Linked DNA regions of Mus musculus: regions 2, 3, 4 and 5 are each linked to region 1. Evidence: chromatin contacts called from public Hi-C, HiChIP or PLAC-seq and promoter capture Hi-C data. All regions are on one chromosome and are shown on one strand. Each heading gives the region's core, a stretch centred on a gene start, on an enhancer-like site or on the middle of the called end of the contact. The rest is flanking DNA. Distances are from core to core; before and after follow the strand shown. Region 1 holds the start of Akip1 (A kinase (PRKA) interacting protein 1). Region 2 holds the start of Swap70 (SWA-70 protein). Region 3 holds the start of Tub (tubby bipartite transcription factor). Region 4 has its middle 18 kb from the start of Gm28863. Region 5 holds the start of Adm (adrenomedullin).

What was found. Promoter capture Hi-C pulls out the DNA fragments that hold promoters and counts their contacts. A called contact is a pair of places that touch in the nucleus more often than the background predicts. HiChIP or PLAC-seq counts read pairs in DNA pulled down with a chosen protein or histone mark.
Region 2: an H3K4me3 HiChIP or PLAC-seq map of embryonic stem cells shows a contact between it and region 1, with 8 read pairs. The contact joins the promoter of Swap70 here to the promoter of Akip1 in region 1. A contact is called at or near these places in 1 of 39 promoter capture datasets (cranial neural crest) and 3 of 115 datasets of contacts at active chromatin or transcription factors (embryonic stem cells, large pre-B cells and pancreatic cancer cells).
Region 3: a contact with region 1 is called in a promoter capture Hi-C map of hippocampal neurons, with 2.3 times the contacts expected there. The contact joins the promoter of Tub here to the promoter of Akip1 in region 1. A contact is called at or near these places in 2 of 39 promoter capture datasets (cranial neural crest and hippocampal neurons).
Region 4: an HNF4G HiChIP or PLAC-seq map of pancreatic cancer cells shows a contact between it and region 1. The contact joins the enhancer-like site here to the promoter of Akip1 in region 1. A contact is called at or near these places in 2 of 484 Hi-C or Micro-C datasets (embryonic stem cells and pro-B cells), 2 of 115 datasets of contacts at active chromatin or transcription factors (T-cell acute lymphoblastic leukemia and pancreatic cancer cells) and 2 of 9 other capture datasets (adipose tissue and liver).
Region 5: a contact with region 1 is called in a Hi-C map of B cells, with 12 read pairs. The contact joins the promoter of Adm here to the promoter of Akip1 in region 1. A contact is called at or near these places in 9 of 39 promoter capture datasets (3T3-L1-derived adipocytes, the C10 cell line, the HPC-7 cell line and 5 more), 9 of 484 Hi-C or Micro-C datasets (B cells, CD8 T cells, cardiomyocytes and 4 more), 2 of 115 datasets of contacts at active chromatin or transcription factors (T-cell acute lymphoblastic leukemia and embryonic stem cells) and 3 of 9 other capture datasets (adipose tissue, embryonic stem cells and liver).

What each region holds. Positions count from the first base shown.
Region 1 is chr7:109,701,867-109,705,006 of GRCm38.p6, forward strand. Akip1 (A kinase (PRKA) interacting protein 1) reads left to right here and starts at 1,812. Exons shown (of 6, transcript NM_020616.2): 1 at 1,812-1,910; 2 at 2,080-2,304; 3 at 3,085-3,140. The coding sequence starts at 2,086. It also overlaps a transcript of Denn2b not described here.
Region 2 is chr7:110,220,100-110,223,031 of GRCm38.p6, forward strand. It overlaps Swap70 (SWA-70 protein), which reads left to right and starts at 1,604. Exons shown (of 12, transcript NM_009302.3): 1 at 1,604-1,810. The coding sequence starts at 1,712.
Region 3 is chr7:109,009,425-109,012,526 of GRCm38.p6, forward strand. Tub (tubby bipartite transcription factor) reads left to right here and starts at 1,456. Exons shown (of 12, transcript NM_021885.4): 1 at 1,456-1,714. The coding sequence starts at 1,677.
Region 4 is chr7:110,646,805-110,650,069 of GRCm38.p6, forward strand. No RefSeq gene overlaps it. Among named protein-coding and RNA genes, the nearest start is that of Gm28863, 18 kb to the left of the region's middle. Within about 2 kb of position 1,332, at least 77 of the 459 cell types and tissues checked have an H3K27ac peak or open chromatin away from gene starts, as enhancers often do. A contact at or near this core is called in adipose tissue, liver and pancreatic cancer cells, where this site is marked.
Region 5 is chr7:110,626,298-110,629,460 of GRCm38.p6, forward strand. Adm (adrenomedullin) reads left to right here and starts at 1,360. Exons shown (of 4, transcript NM_009627.2): 1 at 1,360-1,524; 2 at 1,960-2,079; 3 at 2,228-2,377; 4 at 2,565-3,163. The coding sequence starts at 1,982. The coding sequence ends at 2,871. Gm28863 (a long non-coding RNA gene) reads right to left here. Exons shown (of 3, transcript XR_003946665.1): 2 at 438-2,118; 3 at 1-201.

The DNA.
Region 1 (3,140 bases), core at 562-3,061:
ATTAAAAAACAGACAAAGGATTTGACCAGGTATTTCAGCAAAGGGCACATAGGAACAGCTAGAAATAACAAGAAACGGTCTACAGCAGTACCGGTCACTATGGAAATCCTAACTGAAGCCCCAGAGACTGTCACTTCATACTCACACCAGCAGGAGAAGGACTGCAACACAAAAAGGCAACAAACGCTAGAGTGGACACGGAAAAGCGGCCAGTTGTGGGAATATAAAACTGTGCAGCAACTTTGAATAACAGCCTGGCAGTTTCATATCATGTAAATATAAATTTATAATACTCTCAAAATTTTTACTTCAAAGTTTCTGCTCAAGAGAAATGAAAATATTTAGTCTTAGAATGCATTATCAGAATAGGCCTCCAGGATGGAAATAGTTCCAAGTGATGAATAAACAAAATACAGTATATTCATATAATGGAATATTATTTATCCATAAAAAGGGATGACAATGTACTATATACTATAACTCAGACAAGCCTCAAAGTAATCTAAATGAAAGAGACCGGTCCAAAGGGCCACATACCATATGATTTTATTTGTATGAATCGCCAGAAAAAGGCAAATTTATGGGGATGTCAATCAGAATAGAGGCTACCTAGATCCTGAAGTTGAAGTGAGAATCATTCATCAATAAGAACTAGACTACTTTTTACTCATTTTTTATGTGTGTGAATGTAGTACATGTGTGCCAAAGAAAGTGTATGGAGGTCTGAGGACAACTTTTGGGAGTCCGTTCTCACCTTCTGCCATGTGTAAGGCAGGGTCTTGCTTGTTGCTACTGCTAGACTATATAATTCAAGGTGTCTAGTCCAGGAGTTCTAGCCAATTTCCTGTCCTCACCTCTTATGTCACTGTTGCAGGGTAGGGCTGACAGATGCACACTACAGATCCTGGCTTCTGGCATGGATTTCAAGGAATCTCAGGTAGCTAGGTTTGTGGGCAAATGTTTCTCTATTCACACTACTTAAGGACTGAGAATTCCTTTGTGTCCTGTGAGGGACCCACCCCGCACTGAGCAATGTTCCTTAAAGTGGAACTTTCTCCCCATTCACGCCCTGCTGCTCACCAGGGGGTGTCACTCCCGCTGAGACCCAGGGCTTTCACCATAGCCCCATGGTGTTCTGAAAGGTATCTGATCCATTTCTTACTTTAAAAAGTGATACGATTGATGCTTGAATGGTAGGTCCAGATCCCAGGACCAAAGAGACTGAAAGCCAGCCTGGTCTACATAGTGAGGGTTTGCACAGTGAGACTGTCAAAAACAAACAAACAAATAAACCTCCAACAAAATTGTGTGAATCTGTTCTTCCAAGGGAGGAATGAGGAAGCTGCAGGAAGGGAATGACGGGATTCCCCACTCACCACTCCACTACATCCTCTACCAACCTGCCAAGAAATACCTGCCATCCCCTGGAGTCTTACCAGTCCCCTCACCCACAGTTCCAAGACCTCCGTCTGGCCTCCATCCCCAGCCTTGAGAGTTCTTCTGACAGAATGCCCTTTCCCCAGCACTACCTCCTCAGTCGCGTTGGTCCGCTAGCCTCATCACCTCCTCACACAAAAGTGGTTCTGGAGTGGCGAGACCCCTGAATACGGTCCGCATGCACCTACTCTCACAAATGTTTTTAGCGCAACGAGTCACGGGATCCACACTGACCTGTCGCGGCAAGAAAGTCCTCGAACGACAACAAGCGCCCGCTTCGCGTCTGAAGCTGATTAAGGCTGGGCCCACGTGCCCCTCGACCCGGCCCCGCCCACACCGGCTCCGCCCATCGCCAGGCCCCGCCCACGGCGCGCAGCAGTTAGCTTGGCAACTGGCGCGAAAGAAGGGCCGCGGGAACACGGAAGGCGTGTCCGTGTGAGCGCTATGCGCGTGCGCCCGGAGAAGCAGGCCGGGTGAGGGGCTGTACCCAGGGTCTGAGAGGCGGAAGTGCAAGGGGCAGGGGTCCTGCCTGCTAGTTCCTCCCCACTTGGATTGCGCGATGCAGGCGAAGGGGGAGTTGGGGTCGCGGGGAAGTTGCCGCCCGGATCCGGGCCTAGTTGACTTGTCTGTGTATGTGTCCAGGGAGACATGGAATACTGTCTGGCGGCCGCGGCGCTGAACGGAGTGGACCGGCGCTCGCTCCAGCGCTCTGCTCGGCTGGGGAGGGAAGTATTGGAGCGCGCCAAGAGGAGGGCAGTGGACTGGCATTCTCCAGAGCGATCCAGAGGCAACGTGGGGGTCCTTTACCGCCAGGGCCCCTACCAGGAAAGATGGTCGGTCCCTGGTTCCCAGCGCCTCCTAGGAGAGGTGAGGCCGGGAGCTGGGGGACTGTCTAGTCATTCTCCGCCGCCACTGGGCGGGAGGAAGCCTCCCATGTCCAGAAGATGTAACGCATTGGAGCAAAAGTGGAAACGTTGTTTGGAAACTGCTTTTGACACGGTCTCGTATAGCCCAGGCTGGCCTTGAACTCTTGCCTACGATTTAGGTACTAGTATTAAAGAGGTTGTGTACAAGCACGGTGTGACCCAATTCTTTTTGAATAACAAAAGAATAGTAGTATTCTGCTTACTTATAACATAAAATTTCTTACCGGGTGTGGTGGTGCACACCATTAATCTCAGCATCCAGGAGGCAGAAGCAGACAGATCTCTTGAGTTCGAGATTAGCCTGTTCTACATAGCAAGTTTCAAGCCATCGTGTGTTACCTAGTGAAACCCTGTCTAAAGTAAATAAATACAATTCTTAGTGTGGTGCCAGAACTTGGGAGGTCGGGGCTAAGGATCAAGTACAAAGTCTTCCTAGTGTACATGTGATCTTGTCTCAAAAAATCATAAACAACAATAACAGTTCTTTCCCATTACTCAATAGTGAGTAAAGCCAGCCAACCAGTTATTTTAGTTCCTGGATAAATTGCACATCTAGTTTACAGAGTTGGATTTTTTTTTTTTTTTCTCAGCAAGATCCTTCTTACCAGTTTCAGCTTGCAGAAGCTTTCCTAAAAGTGAAAAAGGGCTATTTCTCAAATGATGTCCTTCTCCAGTAGGGGATTTGTAGGTCTCACCTATGACTTGCCATTTATTACAACAGAGAGAAGAAAGGTGCCCAACCCTTAGCTCTTCCTTCGGAGCAATGGCTGAATTCAT
Region 2 (2,932 bases), core at 354-2,853, 520 kb after region 1:
CTATTCTATACTATACCATGCTGTGTGGCTGGTCTCTCAGGGGGAAGGGATGCCTTGGCATGGGCCCGCAGAGGTACCCCCTTCCCCCACACCCAGATAGAACATATTCTTATAGCTCTTTCTCTTTTTATGATCACAATATTCCCTCTGCCCTTAAACTCATTGATGCAGCTTATTCTTTTTTTTTCTTTTTTTTTGACTCTTTCCAAATTAGTTTATCTCTCCTGTCCCCTTTAAAATAAGACATATGTGGACATCAAGAAGTTTATTAATTTACAGGCAGGGTTTCATTTAGTCCTGGCTAGCTTCAACCTCCATATGTAGCTAAGGATGTCATTGGACTTCTGAATTCCAAGCGCTGGGATTACAGACATGCACCACCATGCCTGGTCTAGCACCGTGTAGTGCTAAGGATAAATTCAGGGCTTTGTACATGTTAGATAAGAGCTCTACCAACTGAGCTACACCATAGGCCCAAAGGAACTTTAAAGAGGAAAAATAAACTACACTTTGATCTGGGAATCCCCTGCTTTTGACTTTTGATAGTTATCCTTTCCATAGTGTCTAAGGATTGTGCTATTGTGATGAGATTCAAGTTACCCAGTCACAGTCACTACCCCAGGCAGTGGGAAAGAGCCTTCTGGACCATCTGGTATCTATGCTCTTTCTATTTGTGGAGAATTTGAAGTCAGAAGAGTTCAAGTGTAAGAGATGCCATCTGGGCACTTCTCTAGGTCTGGATGGATTCTTTTAAGTGGTCAACCATTCTCATTATTAAAATAGATGGAGTGATTTGCATGATTTCCAATAATGGGAGCACAATCCACCAGCGACAGCAACTTTACCTCCGTGAAGCTCTTCCTAGGATGTGAACTGATCCTAAGCGGCAGAGGTTAGAAAGAAAATGTTGCTGGGCTTATTAACTTCTATTTTACTCATTTATTTATTTATTTATTTATTTATTGTAGGTGTGTGGGCATGCGGTGGAAGTCAGGAGACGACTTGCGATTCTCATTCCCCTATGTGGGTTTAGGAGAGAGAACTCAAAATCGTTAGGTTTGGCATCAAGAGCCTTTATCTATGAGCCTTTATAAGCCTATCATTGACTTCTTAACTCTTCTTAAAACTTGTTGCTCTGCCCCTAGAGGCCACTACAGAGGGCCATCAATGCATATTTGCAAAGTGCATGAAGCAACTTTCTTAGATTTCTATTTTTGTTTCTGTCTCCTTCTTTATCCTTCCTGATTTGGGACTGAGCATTCCAGGCTCTGCCTGGACATTTTTCGGGGTCTTGTCTGGCCTCTTAAGACCGTGACTCCATCCCAGGACTGAACCAAGACTCCTTTAATAACTGTGAGACTCCTGCAAAAGCCTCAGTGGCTGATCACTCCAGTCTTGAGTGTTCCTCGGGCTGGTGGGCATTCCTTTGGGAGCACATGCGAGCTTTGAAAATGGCCTGAGTTGGTGTGGAAACCCACCACAAGGACTTTGCGTGTTGTTTACGTCCCCGTAGTGGGCAGAGGGTATCCCAGGGCTGGTTGGTAAGACGGAGGGGCGGGACCAGAGGGGTGTGCCCTTTGGGAGGGCGGGGCCTGCAGCGGTCAGGTGACCGCGCGGCGGGCCGAGTCTTCTGTGGGGATCCTGCAGGAGGCAGAGGCGCTGAGTTGCCGACTGGGCTGACCAGGTCTGTTAGGGCAGCGCGGCCGCGGCCATGAGGGGCTTGAAAGACGAACTGCTCAAAGCCATTTGGCACGCCTTCACCGCGCTCGACCTGGACCGCAGCGGCAAGGTCTCCAAGTCGCAACTCAAGGTGAGCCCCCTGCCGGCGCTCTTCCTGTAGGGCACGGGACCCGCGGCGGTGTCCGCAGGGAGGGCTGCTTGGGAATGTGGCGGGGCGGCGGTCCTCACTCTTCCTCAGGCCTCCGGGCGGTGCGCGGGGGTGGACGCGCTCCTGCGGCTCCCGCGACGGCCGAGGTGCGCTCCGAGAGGCGCCGCGGGACCCGCAGAGCGTCTCCCCCCGCCACGGGCTGTATGGGGGCCCGGGAGCCTCAGGCTCGCCTCCGGGACGCTGAGCAGAGCCTCCCCGCCCCGGCGTCCGCAGACCTTGGGGCCAGTGAGAGCGCGTGCGGAGCGGCCCCGGGTCTTACGGGCTCCCTGCAAAGGCCATTGCTTTTGCAGAGTCCTCCTCAGGGCTGCCTAAAGACTCCAGAGTATGAGGTACGCATAAAGGGATACTTGTAAGTCGAGTAAACCCCAAAGTGGCACCCAGCCAGGAGAAATTGGCAGCGTCTTGAAAAGCCTGAAATATAGAAACAGACAAGAGGAGCCATTCAACAGGCATTTTTAAAATATACACATTTTGGATCTGAATGACTGGGTTTTCTTAGCCTCTTCTAAGAAAAAAAATTTCCGAAGTTTGGGTTTGCTTTGTATATTTTGTGTAGTAAATGAGGAAGTTCTTTTCAGTAGTGACTTTTATTGCCAGCAGGATCTGGCGGGCTCACTTGTTTTCCTTTTGATCTTATTCATTAAATCATAGTCTGGAAGGACCGATGGAAATTAGTCACATACTTTTACTTTAAAAAAAGTAATATACGGGGTCTTGGAGAGATGGATGCTCCGTGGTTAGGGGCGACTGCTCTTCCAGAGGTCCAGAATTCTGTTCCCAGCACCCACGTGGGATAACTCACATAGCTATAGGGGTAGCCTATAATTCCAGCTCCAGGGGCTGCCTCTCGCGTCTGTGGGCAGCAGCACACACATTTTCACATGCACGCTCATAATTTAAAAATAATATTTAAAAAAGTTAATAATAGGTTTTTCTGGTGTACAGTTCAACGAGTTTTAGCACACGTAGGAAGTAACTATCACTAACTAACTAGGATTTCATCAGTTCTGTCCCACAAAGCTTTGTCATACTGCCCCATCTCCA
Region 3 (3,102 bases), core at 206-2,705, 690 kb before region 1:
TGGGGAGCTAAGATCTCACTCTAGACAGATAAGGATTTAAGAGTAAACACATGCACAGCACATGGACTACTGGGAAGCAGAGGATGGAGACTGTGGACTGGGAGTTAGTATGTGAATGCTGGCTTCACCGAGGACTACCTGTGCAGCCTTGAGCATTGTGCTTGTCTTCTCTGTGCTTCATTTCCTCTGCTGAAAAAAAAATCTATCTATCTATCTATCTATCTATCTATCTATCTATCTATCTATTTATCTATATATATATATATACAGTTCCTAGGCCAGTCGTTAATGAAGTTATTTAAATCTCACCTAACAAAGCCCCAACCCCTGATAGCTCACCAAGCAGTCCATATATCATCATTATTGTATTTGTAGTTTATGGGTCAGACAAGGCTGAGAAGCTGGAATAAGCCCCAGGGGCAGGTTCTGGCTTGGCTCCAGGGCAGTAAGATGAGACCCACCCTAAACATGGGGGTCATTACCACACTCCTCCCAGTGCTGCCAGAATATCTCTCCATGGAGGCTCTACTGCATATCCGGTGCTGCTGAGCCTAAGGTACACTTGAGGAGTGTATAGGGTCTGTGTTCATCAGTAGTCCCTTCCCTGATCCCCATTATGAGGTTCAGGCTGGCCTTCCAGCCTCCTACGTTGCTGGATACCTGGCCTCTCCCTTCTTCCATCTAGCCCTATTATGGATCTTCCATCTTTCCCTCCCCTGCCTGTTATTAAATGTAGGTCCTCTGTACAGCCATCTCAGCAGCATTCAAGGTTAGGAGGATCTTTCTTGAGATTTTGCTGCCCTCCAAAAGGGCTTTGAGAGATGAGAGACCCTGGTTCAACTTCAGCTCCAACACTTCCTTGTTCCTTGCCCTTCGGTCAAGCCATTTCTCAGACTTCATTCCCTGGGAAATAGGGATAAAATATTTGCTTGTCAAAGCTGTTGTGCCCGCTAATGCTCCAACTTTCTAAGGACCTGGAGTGCAACCGTAAACAGAACTCTTCCCTTGGTTGTGGAAACGTGGATGGGAAGCGTAAGGTCCAAAAGAATGACCCAGGCAGAGGAAACACCGTTTACTTAACTAAAGATCAGAAGGTTATGGAGGCAGGCACATGAAATGGGAAGTTGAGAAGGAAACAGGGACTCAGTCAGTACTCAGACCAGAGGCTCCCTGAGTTGAGTCCAGGGTAAATCTGAGATAGTCAAGGACTGAGGGATAGCTGAGGTCCTAGAGGGAGAAACTGAGGCTAGGTGACAGCATCCTTCCGGCAGAGAGTGGGCATCCCGCGCGGTCTGCATCCACCGGCCAGGGTGGGGTCTCCGTCGAGGCGGGGCCAGGGGCGGGGCGGCGGCTGCCACGCAGGGCTCAGCCTGGGGCGCGAGACCCGGCGCCTGCGGTGCGGACTGCCTCTCCCGCCTCAGGCGCGCTCCAGCCCGCGCGCTCCCGGTGCCCCGCGCACTCCCGCCGCCTCTCCCGAGCGCTGCACCGCGCACAGACAACCGTTCTGGGAGCCCGCGGCCGGGGCCCTGGCGTGCAGAGAGGGCCTCGGCGGGGCCCAGCGGTCGGGCCGGGGAGGATGCGGCCCGGGGCGGCCCGAGAGTTGAGCAGGGTCCCCGCGCCAGCCCCGAGCGGTCCCGGCCACCGGAGCCGCAGCCGCCGCCCCGCCCCCGGGAGACATGACTTCCAAGCCGCATTCCGACTGGATTCCTTACAGGTACGCGGGCCCGGCTTCCCCGGCTCCAGGGCATGTTCGGACCCCCATTCCAACGCTGAGGGCGGGGAGGAGGACGGGAGCGCGCAGCCAGGGCACCCACCATCCTCCGAGTCGGGATGCAGCGTCGGTCGGGGCCATCTGGCCTGGAGGCAGGGTACTGCTCCCTCAGTCTCCTTTCCAACACCGGGAGCGCGGGTTGGAGGTGCCGGGCTTTTCCATCCCAACTTTGAGGGCCTCAAAGCCACCTGCCCTTTTCCACCCTTCTCAACACCCAAAGCTTCTTAAAAGATCTCTAGCCTTGTTGAGTCGGGTGGCACATGGAGAAAGGAACTGCTGTGAGCCAGCCGCCCCCTAGGCCCAGCACCCAGGACATGCGTCTGGATAGCTTGTGCGCACACATCCCTGCATCTTCACGCTTGCACACAAACAGAGCATCTGCGCGCTGGGCCAAATATGTCCCTGCTGTTCAGTTCATATCCCCAAAGCATGGATTTGCTGAGATGGTTAGAACCCAGGCCACATGGCAGCTTACATGTACCCATATATCTCAGTAGACCTTAATTTGGGGGCTGCACAGGTGCATACATTCAAATCTGTGCGTATAGGAATACACCGTATTACCTACTCATAAGTACTATTCAGTACCTTTCAGAGATGCTTGTTAGTGGAACTAGCTCACAATTCAGAGAATTGCTCTCACACACGCTCACGTGCACTCAAGAGCATTGACCAACCTCCTGTTCCTGGATACTTGGTTGGGCAGACCTAAGAGAGACTCGGGTTTTCTTGTGTGGGTGGTGGGGGAGGGGTGGTCTCCAGCCTCACACAGGTGCAGGCCTTTCTCCATCCACTACTCAATTCTATTACCAGGGAAAAGAGCTCATTGCCATAGCAGCGCCACATCCGTGGCCACTCATTGGCTCTCTAGTTGCCATGGGCTACCGGGCTGTCTCTAAAGCCTCCTGAAGAGGCATGTGTGTAAAAAGGGAGCTGGACTGCTAAGACCCACTTTTTATTGCTGACCCAGGTGCACATTTGTTGGTTTGCAGAATCAGACACTCAGGACCCACATAGCCCATGAAGGAAAGTGATCCTGACAGAGTCCTTCCAAAGAGTCGGTCCAGACAGAACCCCAATTAGAAACCAGCTCGAACTGCCTGAAGCTTGTTAAAAGCGGGTCTTTCTACCAACAGGCACCTGTCATAGGCCTGGGAATTCAGCGATTTTTTCTCGAGAATAATTATTGCCTCTGAGCTCAGCCTCTGTGGGGGCTTTTTGAGTTATTTTCTGTCTTACCACCAACACACACAGAGACACATGTAGACAGAGAGTCATACACAGGCTCCTGCAGACATGTGAGCCCACACCTCAGTCTCACATGGATAAGG
Region 4 (3,265 bases), core at 82-2,581, 940 kb after region 1:
CCTACTTAGGCCCACATTTATTGAATGACTGAGCTGATCACCTATGCACTCATCTGCAGAAATCCTGGAGGAGGTAGGGGTGGGGGTGGGGGAAGGGAGGAAGGAGTAGGAGGAAGGCTTCTCAGAATTACTCAGATGAACAGCTCATGGTATACAAAGCATACATACTAGAGTGTGACGAGGAGACAAAAGGTACACTATAGAGGCTTCAAAATACAGATGCATTGCTTTTAGAGTAAGTATGGCTCTTGATAAATTCACAAAAACTCATAACACGCAAAATTCCTTCCACCCGTGTCTTGCCCTGTTACTGTGGTTCACAAGCTTGTGTTGTGTTTATGTTTCATGCATTTTCTTGTTTATGTCCAGTTGTTCTTCTCTAGGGTTGTGTAAAGGCTTTGGGAATGTTCTAGCCTGGCTCAGCCATGGCAAGAGGCCAGCCACTAAAGCAATATTTCCTCTTGGGGGGCTGATGTGATCTCAGCAATGGAAAGTGAGGGGACCCAAGACAGGAAAACCCTTGCAGGTCTGGGGTAATGGTTTCAGCTTTTCCTTCCTCTCGGGATACTCATGACAGCTCTTAGTTCTAGAAGATCCTGGGTCATTTCACTTCTCATCTTCAGGCAGGGAACAACTGTTTAGTGAATAATAAGCTAAATGCTTCCTGGGATTGCTTGGAGATCTGTGGGAGCCCACCCACCATCTCTTGTATCTGCTGTGTTCTTGCTCACCCCAGAAGACTCAGCCTATGCTCCAAGTTCCTGCCAGAAAGTTCTACCTGCTCCTTCACCCTGAGTTGGTGGAGAGAGAGGGGATAGCAACTGCTGAGAGAACTCCAGATGATCAGAAGGTTGGACAACCGATTGGCAGGTCACAAGGCCACCATAGCCGCAGCCTGACAAAGGTTCCCACACAAGGGCATGTGTAGGCTCTATGATGAGCATGTGGACAAGGCCGTTGCTTCTTCAACAAGCTTGCCTTTTGATGAGCAAAGTGGTGTGCGTGCCGGGTGGTGTCAGGGCATGATTGTTTCCCATTGTTTTTGATACCAGCTTTTATGCCTTCTGTTGTGTCTGGTAACTAAGATGCTGTCAAGAAAATACAGCAAGGCTTCTCTGAGCTGAAAAAGAGCACTTTTGCAATTAGCCTTTTGTCCCTTAGGTCTGTTTCTCTTAGAACAAATGTAATCTTACTCGCTACAGACTGTCTAAAATAGCTTTTCTGATGAGTCACCTAAAAGTAAAGTTGCAGATAGCCTATTGTTTCAGCCATAGCCAGCCAACTACTAGTTACACTCACTGGGGGACGGCTGCTCTATGCTCACATGTATTTTGAGGCCAGCCTTAAAAACATCCAGAGAGCATGAAATGCCTCAGACCATGCCTTGGTACTATGCATCTCAGAAGTTCAATTTGGTTCCTCAGGACCCAAGACACGTGAGGATTTTGCCCTCAGTCATTACGACCCCACCCCCACCCTCCGCACACGCGCAGCACAGGAGTGTGCGCAGAACCTTAGGGAAATCTCCAGGAGGCCATGCTGAAGGGTCAGAGGACTTTGTAGTTGCTCTGAGGAAGAAACGAAAGCTTTAAACAGAACATCGTGCCATGGCTTGAAAGGTCATTATCTAGTTCACACTTACCTCAGAATCTAAATATTGTCTGAAAATGGATAAGTTTGCCAGGACCGCGAGCAGTGAAATCACTCAAAATAGCTCTTAGGAATCTTCAAGGCCAGTGTGGCTCGGGCCGGCCATTGACACTCAAAGCCATTGCTGCCTGTGGGAGGAATTCAGCAGCAGTGAGACGGGGCAGCTGCTTAGAGGAAGGGTTTTCCTCCGTAGTCCTTGAAAACTGTAGATGCCTCTCTTCTTCAAGTGAGTCAACTTTGTCTCTCTTCCATCACCGGCAAGCGTGGGGAGGAGACTGGTGCTCTTCAAGTGGGTTCCTCAGCGCTGCAGACCTCTGAACAGTCTGCCCTCCCCCAACCCCAAGCTGTGGTGGCAGTGCCCATGTGGTGTCTTAGTAGGCAGCAGTGGCTACCAGCTTTACTTTGCTCCTGGCCGGGCCGCACCCTGGATTGGCTAAAGCCAGGTTACCTCCTTCCAGGCAGCTGCAGGGGTCAAAGTCCAGAGGAGTTCTTCCCAAGTAAACAAGTCGGACAAAGGCAGTTCCCAGCAGTACACGGGGCTGCACTCCAGAAGGCTGTTTGCAAATCTGTCCTTTGGAATCTGGAAGACTATTCCTGAGGAGGAACAATGTTATACTTTGTGGCAACATTCCCAGGCTATCCCATACCACTGAATGGACCCAGAACGGACTTATAATGAAGTGTTCTGGGCATAACGTTGTAGGCAATAGAGACATTTACTGAGCCCTGTAGGATACGGTGTGATATGTGAATTCAAAGTTAACCCCAGCTTTGTAGAGGGTTGACTTGGTGCCTTCCACTCTGCATTTGAGCAGCACCATCCTTTGGGCTCAGGTCCAGACTGACTAATAAGGAGGAAAAACGCTGAACCCGGCCATGGCACTCCTCTCTCTGCTTCCTGACTTAGATGCAATGTGACCAGCTGTTCTGTGCTGTGACACCATCGACTTCCTTACCACAATGGACTGTACTTTCAAACTGTGAGCAAAAATAGACCCTTCCTTCCTTAGGCTATTTTAGGTGTTTGTGAAATTTATTTTTATCTTATGCATGTGGATGTTTAGCCCACGCACATCAGCACCATGTGAATGCCCTCTGAGGCCAGAAGAGGGCAGCAGATCCCCTCAAGCTGGTGTTAAAGATAGTTGTGAGCTACCACATAGGTGCTGGGAACCCACCCCAGGTCCTCTGGAAAAGCACCTGGTGCTCTTAACCATCTGAGCCTGCCCCCTTCTTATCTTTAGTCTTTGACAGGGCCTCCTTATGTAATCTGCTGCTTCCATCTCTTGATGCTGAGATTAGGGGCAGGATCTCAGGCCTGGCTCCTTCCTCTTTTTCTGTTTTCATTTTCCTCCTCCTCCCTTCAGTGTTCCCCCAACCCTCCCTTCTCATCAGGACTGGGATGGAAGGGGAAGTGAGAGTTGAGATGGATCCCTGGCCAGGGAAGAACTATTTACTGGAGGGGCAGAGAGAAACTTCTATAGTTTTGCTCTGGTAATGTCTTTGCTCATAGGTCTCAGATGAAATGGTAGGTTTAGATTCCTACAGGAGTTTGCTAAGACCGGTCTTTTATGCCTTTGCAGGAAGACTAGGAATCTGAGAAGAACAACTTACC
Region 5 (3,163 bases), core at 110-2,609, 920 kb after region 1:
GGTTTTGCTCTTGGTCTAACACTTAGAGGCAGATAAGGTAGGACACTGGGAGATCTGCCGGGGTCGCCAGGAAGAGGACATGAGTTGTCTGTGTCCACATCACCAGGGCTGGGGGCTAGGAGCTGTCGTAGGTCATGTCTTTAGCTTCGGGACCTTCCGGGAGACCTGCATGCGGAGCTACGCCTGTCGCCCAGTTTGGCCCTAGAAGGGAAGAAAGTGAACTCACGGATCTGTGAAGAGCACCAGCCCGTGGCAAACGTGTTCGAACTGATTCATCGTGAATTAGCACATATCTCTGGGCTAGGCGGGGGCCGGCATTCTCCCCCCACCTGATGAGAATGGTGACCCCAGCCAGAAAACCGAGCCGCTGTGCCCCAGTCTTTTGAGTCCAGACTCTACAGCTTCCCACCTTTAGTGTGACTGGGCAATAGACTTACCCTTTCGGCACTTCACTTTAATTCAAGAGAACACCAGCTCGGGAGTGTAGAGATCAAAAGCGATTGGGATCTGGCTGGGATTTGTCAACTGTAAAGTGATTAACATATGTGAGGCATTAGTGTGCTCCCAGTCAGTCAATCCTCACGTTTATGATGGATGAATGAAGGCAGTCAGGTCAACTCGCAGGTCATAGCCTTATAAGGGATAATAGTATCACAAGGAAGAAAACAAAACTATCTCTCTTCCTAATTTTGGCTATTCCTGTATTTCCAAATAGGAATGTGAGTTCTGAATTTTCAGATAACTACCCTCTCCAAACCCCAATTTCCAATTCAGCTGTTCCCAGTTCTGCCCTTATTACGAAATCCGTACTGGCTAGTCTATCGAGAAACCCCTCAGTCCCAGTCACTGGAGACTGAGCCTCTCCCTTCCAGGTGTACCCTGCGGGCACAGATGGGGGTCGAGGCTCAGTCAGGTGCTAAGCCGGCAGGGGGCGCGGTCCATTTGAGGTCACAGCTCCCCAAGTCCGGGGTTTTGGTTATCCATGTGTCCCACCCGTCTCCCGGTTCTTGCAGCACTGTCCAGGAAGCTCAGATCAGCACTCTGGGTTGTACACATTATGGGCAAAGGATTCACCCCACCCGAGTTGTTCTGGTTCCCCTTCCCTTCTCACTGTTTGAACTCTATGCTGGGAAATTAGGGCAAGGGAAGTCCTGCTCCAGTCTAATCTCTCAGAGCGGATCTCTGAGATGTCTAGCCACAGGGGACCTCTTACCCCTACCCCCCATACCCACAGGCAAGCTGCAGGGCAGGTCTGGTTTTAGAAGCAAGCACGCTGGAGAGGGAGGACTCCAGGGCAAATCTGACCACGCCCACCGTCCGCCCCTGAGCGCTTATAAGACGCTGGAGCTGGTGCTCACTAGTCAGTGGTTTCTTGGTGACACTAGACAGAGCAACTCCAGCGTTACCGCTCCCGCTCCTGGTTTCTCGGCTTCTCATCGCAGTCAATCTTGGACTTTGGGGTTTTGCTACTGTCAGAAGGACTTCTTTCTGCTTCAAGTGCTTGACAACGCACCCCTTTATCAGGTAGGAACCGCTGGCCTCCAGCATGTTAGGGAGGGGGACGGCTTTGCCAAAGCCCCAAAACTTGCAGAGCTGGACAAGGGGGAACAACCCACTTTAGGGTATCCAATGTAGAGAACACCTCATTGCCCAGGTCTAGCTCATGCGCACAGCTGGAGCTCTCTTGAGATCCCCCCTCCTCCTTGGGCTGAGATCCTGGGACTTTAGTTGGAAACCTCTGGAAGCCTGGCACTTCTCAATGGCTTCCTTTGCCTTGCTTGTCACCCACCCGGCCAGCGCAAAAATCTCCGGTGTTTCTCTGCGCCAGTGGGGGAGATAAGCAGCTGAGCCAGGAAGAGCGCTGCCAAGCGGCTCCCCGTCCTGCCGCCACCCTTCGCGTGCTGACGGGATCGTGCTGCTGGCCCGGTTGCTCACACTCGGTGTCTTGTTCCTTTCCAGGGTATCAGAGCATCGCCACAGAATGAAGCTGGTTTCCATCACCCTGATGTTATTGGGTTCACTCGCTTTCCTAGGCGCGGACACTGCAGGGCCAGATACTCCTTCGCAGTTCCGAAAGAAGTGAGTTTGGGCCGTGCTTTCTTTCTTCACTTTGAATACCTGGCAATGAGAGAAAACTGAGAGATGGTCTGGAGGTGTTACAAAGGGAGTGGAGCTGGCTGGGACATCACTTGAACTTAGGCCAAACGCATCTGCTTGTGTTTTCTAGGTGGAATAAGTGGGCGCTAAGTCGTGGGAAGAGGGAACTACAAGCATCCAGCAGCTACCCTACGGGACTCGCTGATGAGACGACAGTTCCTACCCAGACTCTTGATCCATTCCTGGACGAGCAGAACACAACTGGCCCCCTACAAGCCAGGTAACTATGCTCTCTGCAGAGGATGTGCCCTCTCCACTACTCTGACCCTGGGGATTGTCCTGGCTGCACTGCAGCTGAGGCTCCGGCGGAGGGAACGGGTTCCAGGTCCCTCGGGTACTGCATGGCTCCGGTCCCAGGTGGTTGGGACCAAAGCCCCGGTTGATGAGGTGTCCTTCCTTCTTCACAGCAATCAGAGCGAAGCCCACATTCGTGTCAAACGCTACCGCCAGAGCATGAACCAGGGTTCCCGCAGCAATGGATGCCGCTTCGGGACCTGCACATTTCAGAAATTGGCCCACCAGATCTACCAGCTAACAGACAAAGACAAGGACGGCATGGCTCCCAGAAACAAGATCAGCCCTCAAGGCTATGGCCGCCGGCGCCGGCGTTCCCTGCTGGAGGTCCTCCGGTCCCGGACTGTGGAGTCCTCCCAGGAGCAGACACACACAGCCCCAGGCCCCTGGGCGCACATCTCCAGACTCTTTAGGATATAGGTGCGGGTGACAGCATTGAACAGTCGGGCGAGTATCCCGTTGGCGCCTGCGGAATCAGAGAACTTCGCACCGGGGCGGACTGAGACAATCCTGCAGAGATCTGCCTGGCTGCCCCTAGGGGAGGCAGAGGAACCCAAGACCAAGCCAGGCTCATGCCAGAAACCGAGACTTACAGGCTGATACTCTCCGGGCAGGGGTCTGAGCCACTGCCTTGCCCGCTCATAAACTGGTTTCTCACGGGGCATAAGCCTCATTACTACTTGAACTTTCCAAAACCTAGCGAGGAACGTGC